3 separate regions of the Mus musculus genome follow, and all the other regions are linked to region 3. A link is a contact called in public HiChIP or PLAC-seq and promoter capture Hi-C data. All regions are on one chromosome and are shown on one strand. Each heading gives the region's core, a stretch centred on a gene start, on an enhancer-like site or on the middle of the called end of the contact. The rest is flanking DNA. Distances are from core to core; before and after follow the strand shown. Region 1 overlaps Ten1 (TEN1 telomerase capping complex subunit). Region 2 holds the start of Evpl (envoplakin). Region 3 holds the start of Rnf157 (ring finger protein 157).

Region 1 (3,061 bases), core at 119-2,618, 200 kb after region 3:
ACGTGTGTATCTATGAATGTGCGCATATGAGTGCAGGTGCCTATGAAGGCCTGAAGAGAATACTGGCTCCCCTGGAGCTGGAGTTACAGGTGGCTGTGACTGCCTGTGTGGGTGCTGGGAAGCAGGCTTGGATCCTGTGGAAGAGCAGCGAGTGGTTGCAGCTGTTGAGCCTTTGCTCCTGTTCATTACGTTCATCAGTCTCAGTTGGCTTTATCGTTTATTGTCTACAGAGTAAGCGGTCCCCAGAATGGACGGCTTCTCAGTGGCTCGGTCAGGCCATGGCTGCAGTCCAGGTGCTTCAGCCCATTCTGGATGGAAGGAGGAGAGATGGGAGTGCATGTGTGGCATCTGAGGATGGCAGCCTGTGGGTAGAAGGTGTGAGGTAAAGCAGGCAGGAAAGGGCTTGCCTAGAGTCCTAGCCCTTGGCAGGGTGTGGCTGAACAAAAATCCCATTTCAAAAAACAGAGCACTGCTAGCGTGTGCAAGGACCTGGGTTTGACCTTCAGCACAAACCAAAAACATGCATATACATATGCACATACACATACATATGCACATACACACAGGGTCTGGGAGATGGGTTGGTGGTTAAGAGCATGCAGAGGACCTGAGCTCAGTTCCCAACTGAGTCCAATTGCTTACAACTCTTTGATCCAGTTCTGGGGGGATCCAAAGCCACAGGTTTCTATGGGTACCTGCATATATGTGTACATACCTACACACAGACAGACGGGAACACACACATACACACACATTTAAAAGTAAAATAAATCTTCAAGAGAAGGGAAAAGGCCGGGTATGCAGCTCAGCCGGCAGAGCACTTGGCTAGCACCCCCTCAGCCGCTTAGCATCCGAGCTCCCACGAGCACCACATGAATCGGACACGCTAGCACATGCCTGTAACCCCAGCACTCGGGAGATCAGGAGGTCAAGGTTCTCCTCCAATGCATAGCCGGTTTGCGGGGAGTCTGCTGTACATGAGAGACCATCTAAGAACAGTCACACACAACCACGTGCCTAGCATGCAGGAGGTCCAGGTTCAAGCCTAAGCACACATGCAACTGTCAGGTACCACTGCCCTGCCGTGTGGAGACCACTAGTGCTGGCCTGCACGCCTTAATGGCAGTCACTCGACAACATCAAAGGTAGTCCTTGTATGGTCACCCCAAACCCACCAAGTCCTCATCCCTGCCCACACTCCTGGGTCCTGTGTCCTTCCTCTGTTGTACTGTGTTTCCCTCTTCCAGTGTCCTTATAAGAGTCTCACCTTTTCTCTGGGACTTGGCTGAAACCTGGCTTTATCCATATCAACAGGTCCTACTGTGCAGGAGGTGAGTCCAGAGTTCACCTGCTGCTCGGGTTTCCTGTTACACGCCCGGCTCCTTCCCACTGATAACTGTTTACAGCAGTTTACCTCTGCTCCAGTTCTCCCTCCCACACCCACCTCGCACCTTGGACTGGTTTGTTCTAGAATCTTACACCCTGTTTGTTCTCAGTATCTTCCTGACCTTTCACTCCTACTACTGCAGCCTTCTTCACCCCTTGGGTCTCCTGGACTCTCTCACCTTCTCTGTCTCTTCAGCCGGCCCTAAGTACCTCCCAGCCATTTTCCTGGTATTGCAGGACTCAGCCTTTGCCTTCCAACCTGCCTGCCTGATGCATCTCCAGCCTCTGCCCTCCCCGGTCGCATCTCTGATGAGTACAGAGAAGCCTCAGACCACAAAACATATTCTCACTGTAACACAGGGACTTCAGAGTCTCCTCTCACTGAACAGCTTTCCTTGTCTGTCTAGAAACTCTTCTGTGTCCTGGCTAGCCTGGCCTCACGCTCAGTGACAGTTATGCAGGCATTACCAAACATGTAACTCTCCTGCCTCATACCTATCTCTCCTAGAAAAATTCCTTTACCTTTGTGTTGCCACCACTGAGCTTGGCTTCCTTCCCCCAGCTCCCTTCTTCTTTTCACTTTCTGAGGTATGGCCTTGCCAAGATACCCAAGCTGCCCTTGAACTCACTCTGTATCCCTGGTAGGCCTGGAACTTCCTGGGCAGCTAAGATTACAGTCACTGTGTAACCCCAGGCCTACTTGTTGCCAACCACTTGAATTATTTCAAAGCATCTAGCAGAGAGGATATTTTGATTATTCTGAGCTCTCTCTATCTCTCTCTCTCTCTCTCTCTCTCTCTCTCTCTCTCACACACACACACACACACACACACACACACAGACATGCGCGCGCGCAGAAGATAAATGTCTACAGAGATTGATATACCAATTGTTCTGATGTAATCATTCATTACCTACCATGGACATGTATTGAAATGTCACCCTGTGTCCATAGTATGGCTATACAATCACCATGTGACAATTAAAAGTTTTTACAAGCCAGGCATGGTAGCGCACACCTTTAGTCCCAGCACTCGGGAGGCAGAGGCAGGTGGATTTCTGAGTTTGAGGCCAGCCTGGTCTACAAAGTGAGTTCCAGGACAGCCAGGGCTACACAGAGAAACCCTGTCTTAAAAAAACAAAAAAAAAAAAAGTTTTTACAATAGTTTTTAAAAGGTGAGAAAAGAGGTTTGTGAGGTGGCAGTTGTTACAGCCAGTATGCTTATACAAGGTGTGATTATTACTAATTACACACAGGGGAAGATGTTTAGAAACACCTCAGACAGGGACCCATCAGGGCCTTGGACGGTACCAAGCGGTGTCAGATTCCGGGAGATGATCACAGAGCTGGTGCTGTTCCACACCAGTCTCCTGGCTGGCTCTAGATGTAAAACATGGGAGAAAGGTTCCTCTGCCCGACCTCTCCTTTGTCCTCAGAACTTTCCACCTGGACACAGTGCACTGCACATGTTTGATGGACCTTTGTATCCGCCAGGACTTAAGGCCTGGCCCAGGAAGGATGAAAGCTGTGTACCTCCTGCTCAGGGGAAAGGTCAGGACAGGCATGGCCACACTCAGCCAGCTCAGGGTTCCACCCACGGCTCGCTCATCAATTCCTTACTCCACATCACAGTGGCACATTAAAATCCTCAGGAAATGCATAAAAACGTTATGA
Region 2 (3,070 bases), core at 62-2,561, 170 kb after region 3:
GAGTTGACTTGGCGTCAGATGTGAGAGACAAGCCACTAAATCTTTTTTTTTTTTAAAGATTTATTTTACTAATATATACAGTACACTGTAGCTGTCTTCAGACACTCCAGAAGAGGGAGTCAGATCTTGTTGCGGATGGTTGTGAGCTACCATGTGGTTGCTGGGATTTGAACTCTGGACCTTCGGAAGAGCAGTCGGGTGCTCTTACCCACTGAGCCATCTCACCAGCCCCCCCCCTTTTTTTTTAAGATTTATTTATATGAGTACACTATAGTTGTTTCCAGACACACCCGAAGAGAGCATCAGATCCCTTTACAGATGGTTGTGAGCCACCATGTGGTTGCTGGGAATTGAACTTAAGACCTTTGGAAGAGCAGTCAGTGCTCTTAACCACTGAGCCATCTCTCCAGCCCCATGCCACTAAATCTTAAGACAATGTGATCATCAGACAGTCTGTCTGACTTGGTAGAAACCACAAGGACTAGTCAGTGGCTTTTCTACCTGGAAACCAGACAAAGTAACAAGCAGGGTACTTGTGGACTTCAGAGACCTGCGGCTCCTCTACAGGGCTGATCAATTCTGGTCGTGACTTGAGAAGGTATGCATTGGGTAGCCTGGCCTCTCAGAAGCTAGTCTGAGTTCCTATCTGAACATGGAGAACCAGCTGGGTGGCACCCGCATTTTAAAAATAGATTTGAGAGCAGTTATGGTGGTTCCCACCTGTAATGACAGCACTTGGGAGGCTGAGGCGGGGAGGTTGGTTGCCAGCTTGGGTTACAGAGCAAAAGCCTCTCTCAAGCTTAAAAGAAAAAAAAAAGATAGCTGTCTGATGTGAATGTCTACTAGCACTCCGTGGGAGACAGAGCAAGGCCCGGGTGGCCCCACCTCTCCACTTCTCCACCTCTCCTGGCAGGCCGAGCTATGGGTGGGGGCCCGGTTGATAGTGGACCTCTGTGCAAGAGCCTTTGAGGTTGGCTAACCCCAGCTCTAGGACCCGCTGAGCCAGGACCTGAACAAGTGCTTGAGTCAGTCTGTCTCGCTATGCTCCAGCCTGGCCACTTCCCCACCTGGGTGTGATCCCCGCTCTCTGGCTGGGCATGTGGGTGTAACAAGTCCAAACCTCCGTGGGAGTCGTACGGGCGCCCCGCCCCTGGGCTGTGCCCTCTCCTCCCAGACTGGTTGTGCAGGAGCTGGCTGCGCACGTCGGGGCGGGCGCTGGGGCATGCGCGGGCCGGGCCTGGCAGAGACACCGCACCTGCAGGGAGGAGCCTCCCAGAAACTGCCTTCCCCGACCGCCGCCCCACCTCCCCAGAGCCCGGCTAGTAGCCAGCGAGGACGCGCGTCGCCTTCCCGCCGCCCTCCTCCCAGGAGAGCCCAGCCTGAGCCGGCACCTGCTTCACCACCATGTTCAAGGGGCTGAGCAAAGGCTCCCAGGGGAAGGGGTCCCCCAAGGGCTCCCCAGCCAAGGGGTCCCCTAAGGGCTCCCCCAACAAGCACAATCGGTGAGTGGGGCCCTGGGTAGCGGTGCTGGGATCAGGGTGGTGCAGGGCCCAGGTATGTTCCAACTACCTGTTGGCGGCAGAGCTCAGTTCTGGCATTTGGTGTCCTTAGGCTAAGGGCCCAAGGGCCTCTCTCCTGCCTGTGGCCCAGGTTGAGCAAGGGATGGATAGCCTGCTGCCACCCACATTCTCCTGCGGATGAGGGATGTTGGGGGGCACAGGGGAAGGGTGCCCTTTCAGAGGTGCGGGACGGGATGGCTGGGACCAGCAGAATCTGGCTCCCTGTTTTGGCACGCAACCCTGATGGTGCACTTGGGTTGGCTAAATCTTGGAGTGAGTGTGGATTCAGGGTGGGCAGGAGTAAGAGGCTCAAGAGAGAGAGGGCTTTCTGAGCTGGAGTACACCCCACCTAAACCACTTTCCCCCCAGGTCCCAACCCTGGGTCTTGTCTGTCTCCTTCAAGAGTCAGGAGGCCTTTCTCATGGGGGTGACAGGAGGTGGTGGTGCCATGCTCTGATCAGTGGCTCTCTGCAGAGAGAACTGACCACGTTCATCCCACTCACTGGCCCCAAGCCCTCTCTAGGAGATGGCAGCCTGCCTGGATTCAGGTGTCGGTCGGGGTGCAGAGGTGTCAAGATAAGAGTGTAGATGAAAGGCAAAGATCCAGGTACCCATTACCTCGACAGTGATCAGGGTGCCAACCCAGAGGCTGGGCATCTGGGCCAACAGGAAAGACAGTGCTTAAGACTCTCACTGCAGTGACCTGTCTCCCTGAGGCACTGCGCCCAGCCCAGGGTGGGGTGCATAGCTCCCAGCAGAAGCATCTCTGTCAGGAGGCCCAACCTGAGGCTGGGCTCTCCCTGGAGTCCCAGAAGCGTCCTGGTCCCAGTCCCAGACTCCTGTAACTTCATTCACACGTCCTGCTGAGGGCTCCTTGTTCCCCTCAGAGGTGTCAACTCCTTGAGCTCTTCTTTATGCCCAGACTGCCCTAGCCTCTGGGAATGCCCTAGCCAGCAAAACACTGGCATCCCTACCTTGAAAGTGCTCGCTTCCGTACAATAAAAATTAACACGTTGCCTTTAATCTCAGCACTCCAGACAGAGGCAGAGACTAGCGGATCTGTGTGTTGGAGGCTAGGCCAGCTAGGGCCACACAGTGAGATTGGGGCCTGGAGAGATGGCTTAATGGCTAAGAGCACTGGCTATTCCAGAGGACCTCTGATCAATTCCCAGCTTCTACATTCATCTTCAGGTCCAGGGAATCCTGTTCTGGTCTCCACAGGCATCAGACGCACACATGATACACAGACATACATTTAGGCAAAACATCCGTACACATAAAAATAAAATGATACATACTGGGTGCTGACTCCAAGGCACTGAGCTGGCTGCTTCCCATGGCTTAATTCTTTAAGTACCTAGGAGACCTTTGTGCTCAGCGCCAGACATGGTGGCACAGGCCAACTTTAATCCTAGCACTCAAGGCTCAGGCAGGCAATCTCTATGAATTTGAGGCTAGCCTGGGCTATATAGTGAGTCTGAGCTAGCCAAGGGTACATAGTGAGAGCCTGT
Region 3 (3,380 bases), core at 326-2,825:
GAGCAGGGACTTGGCCTCCCTCATTATCACCCGATGTGCATGATAGGAGTGGGTGCCTGGCTTCCAGGGGACCTTGGGGGAAAACCAAGGCAATTTTTCATAAGTAACTTTAACACAGAGTCAGTTAAATTCAGGTGAATGAAAATGCAAAATACTCTTGGGAGGCAGAGGCAGGAGACTCAGAAATTCAAGGCCACATTGGTTACAAGAAGTTCTGGGTCAACGAGAGCTACATGAGATCTGGTCTCAAGGTGGAGGGGGAGCCGAGGAACTGAGATATATCCCTAGAATCCACACAGTTGAAGAGAAAACACTTCTGCAAGTTGTCCTTTGACCTCTAAAATCACCTGGCGATACAGGAGAGGAACCCCCCCCTGCCAACACACAAATAAAATGTTAACATCAACAACAAAACTTAAACCACACCAACCCCTGCAAACCACACACACACACACACACACACACACACACACACACACGGGGGGGGGCGGGGGGGTGAGAGAAGAGAAGAGAAGAGAAGAGAAGAGAAGAGAAGAGAAGAGAAGAGATCAGGAGACAGACAGATCTACAAAACAGTTTTACAAACCTAAAGAAGGGAATCAGTCACCCCAAACTACTGTGTATGTTGTTGAAAGTTGACGTCATGCTGAAACAGTTCGGAACCTTGATCAGTCTCCCCCCAGAGAAACAAAAACAAAACAAAAAAATCCCCAAAACCTCATCATACCCACAAATACATAAATGTCTGTAATTAACTGAGCAATGACGTCTTCTGCCTGCCCACTGTGTGTGTGTGTGTGTGTGTGTGTGTGTGTGTGTGTGTGTGTAGGGAAGTCCTAGATCTGCCCTATCAAATTCCCTTTTTGATTCGAGGACTGTTCACTGATAGGCCACACAAGGCTCTTTCCAGTGTCTCCAGAGAACAGTTCACAAGGGACAGGCTCAGAGTGACTATCTTGAGTTAATGCCTACCAATCCAAACCCTAAAGGCTACCCGAGCTGTCCCAGGAAGGAGGTTACAAACAGCATTTACGGAGGGATGGCCACATCTTAGCTGACCATCCCAACATCCCCTATGCAGTCTTGGTGACATTTGGGATGTGAGGTTGGCAGAGCACTTGGGGTTCAGGCGGTAGGGGCATGAGGGATGTGGATGCTCGCCCCTGGGCTATGACCTCGACAGACGCGGAGGAGGCGGGGCTCTGGCTGCCAGGGCGGGGCGGCTCGCTGTGGGATTCAGGGACAAAGACGCGCGAGCTCGAGGCAGGCCTCCCCGGTGCCACGGGGGAGGCGCACCCGGAGCAATAATCCCACCGGGACACCGCTCGGGTGCGGCGGGGACCATGCTTCTTCCACCCGCCGTGGCCGAGCAGCTCCGGGAGACTCAGACCCTTGCCCGTCGCTGCCGCCGAGCCCCAGGCCGCATCCGCGCCGCAACCTCCGCGCGAAGCACGCGCCGCGGGCGCCCACCGCAGCTCGTTTCCTATTGGCTGGCCGGCCCGCGGGCGCTCCCGCCCCGCCGTCCCATTGGCTGAGGCCGCCGCGGTCCCCCCGCGCGCTAGCCGCCGCTGACATCACGCGGTCTGAGGCGGCGGCGGCGCCCCCGGGCTCAGCCCCGCAGCCCCCTCAGGCAGAGGCGCCGCCGCGGTGCCCGGCGGAGGATGGTGCGCGCCGTGCGGGCCGCTCCCCGCAGCCTCAGCCGCAGCAGCGCCTCAGCCGAGCGGGCCGCGGCGGGCAGCCGACCCCCGCACCGGGCGTGCGGCCGGCCGGCGCGCTGAGGCTCGGACGCCGGAGCCCGGGCGACGCCGCGATCGCAGCGGCCATGGGGGCCCTGACGAGCCGGCAGCACGCGGGCGTGGAGGAGGTGGACATCCCGTCCAATTCCGTGTACCGCTACCCGCCCAAGTCCGGTGAGGGCCGGGCGCGCGCCACGGGCCGGGCGGAGGGGAGGCCGCGCGTCGGATGCTGCGGGCGGGCAACGCGGTGGCCCGGGCGGCCCCGAGTCGGCCGCGGAGCGGGGGAGGTCTTCGGGATGCAGGGCGGGGGGCGCTCCCCATCCCGGGCCTCGGCGACGCCACGCGGAGGACTGCAGGTGCCTGCAGGGTCACCGAGGTCACCGCTCGCGTCCTCCGTGGTAATCTGCTCTGCGACAGGGACGCGCGCCGCCGGGGATGCGGCGTTGCAGCGGCTGCGGGTTGGAGAGGCATCCCTGACAGGCACCTGTGCCAGGTGTTGTCCCCGGGCTGTCGCATCCATGTCCCTTGGGACAGCTAGAAGTGCGTTTCTGCGAGCGTGAGGAGTAGTGCGGGAGGACGAACTTGCTTAAGCAGTTCTTCGCTTTTCTGGAGACTATCAGGGCGGGGATTGGGGGAGAAACTAAGTTAACAGAGATGTGTAGGAATCTGACAAGAGTCACTTGGATTGCCCCTTTCCTAGTTTCTGTCAAGGAGATGGCTGGAGACAGAGCAAAAGTGTTTTCTGTCGTACACTGTCACTTGAAACAGTCAATGCCTCCATCAGCATCAGCATTGCAGGAGAGTTTTGACAGCAGATGAGAAAGTAGTCCACTTGAGTGAGGACTGCTGTTCAAGCTGCTGGCGAGTGACCCAGCTACATGTCCTTTATCATCACCTTTATCTAAAAAAAATTTTTTTTTGCTTGCTGATCTCAAGACCCCCGGGACTCGTGTCTACCACCTTCCCTCTGGCTTGAGGACCTGGTGTGGATTTTGATGCGGGAGTAGTGAGTGAGGTGTCAGAATTGGACAGGGTCCCATTCTCTCTTGGTAGAATAAAGACATGCTAATGAGTCGAGCTGATTTCTCAGCAGTACATCCAGTTTCTGCCAGGTGGAAGCTGGGACCAGACAATGAACCTGCCTCCCTGCGGAGTGAGTGCCAGTAGCTCCCTGTCTTGCTGCTTTTGTGCCAGAGAATGAGTCCTAGCAGAAATGAGTGAGAACCACTTTAGAGAGGTCTGACATTAAGCAGCGATTGTTAGTGTTTTTAATAAACCTCTTGCTAATAATGACCGCATGGTTACTTTTATCTATTAAAATTGCATCTTGGTGCCCTGAAGGCTGAGGCAGGATTGTTAAATTTGGGGTCAGCCTGGGCTACACAGTGAGACTGTCTCAAACAAAATAAAACCAATACAACAACAAAAAGGAGGCTGATCTAGCCCCGCTCCCCAGCCATAGGATTACAAATGTGAGCCACTATACCCAACTAGCATTTTGTTCTTTTAAAAACACAAATATGAAGCCAGGTGTGGTGGTGCACGCCTTAATCCCAGCACTTGGGAGGCAAGTATGTATATATCTCTCTGTGAGTTCAAGGCCAGCCTGATCTACAAACCGAGTTCTAGCCAGGGCGGTTATAC

Evidence for each region. HiChIP or PLAC-seq counts read pairs in DNA pulled down with a chosen protein or histone mark. Capture Hi-C pulls out chosen DNA fragments and counts their contacts.
Region 1: an HNF4G HiChIP or PLAC-seq map of pancreatic cancer cells shows a contact between it and region 3. The contact joins the enhancer-like site here to the promoter of Rnf157 in region 3. A contact is called at or near these places in 1 of 39 promoter capture datasets (liver), 2 of 115 datasets of contacts at active chromatin or transcription factors (bone marrow-derived macrophages and pancreatic cancer cells) and 2 of 9 other capture datasets (adipose tissue and liver).
Region 2: a contact with region 3 is called in a promoter capture Hi-C map of adipose tissue. The contact joins the promoter of Evpl here to the promoter of Rnf157 in region 3. A contact is called at or near these places in 3 of 39 promoter capture datasets (the C10 cell line, cranial neural crest and fetal liver), 2 of 115 datasets of contacts at active chromatin or transcription factors (bone marrow-derived macrophages and pancreatic cancer cells) and 4 of 9 other capture datasets (adipose tissue, embryonic stem cells, liver and 1 more).

What each region holds. Positions count from the first base shown.
Region 1 is chr11:116,209,253-116,212,313 of GRCm38.p6, reverse strand. The region is part of intron 3 of Ten1 (TEN1 telomerase capping complex subunit); the gene reads right to left. Among named protein-coding and RNA genes, the nearest start is that of Acox1, 12 kb to the right of the region's middle. Within about 2 kb of position 1,368, at least 26 of the 459 cell types and tissues checked have an H3K27ac peak or open chromatin away from gene starts, as enhancers often do. A contact at or near this core is called in liver and pancreatic cancer cells, where this site is marked.
Region 2 is chr11:116,236,332-116,239,401 of GRCm38.p6, reverse strand. It overlaps Evpl (envoplakin), which reads left to right and starts at 1,311. Exons shown (of 22, transcript NM_025276.3): 1 at 1,311-1,502. The coding sequence starts at 1,405. Gm33250 (a long non-coding RNA gene) reads right to left here. Exons shown (of 8, transcript XR_389161.4): 8 at 1,176-1,255.
Region 3 is chr11:116,411,227-116,414,606 of GRCm38.p6, reverse strand. It overlaps Rnf157 (ring finger protein 157), which reads left to right and starts at 1,575. Exons shown (of 19, transcript NM_027258.1): 1 at 1,575-1,910. The coding sequence starts at 1,823.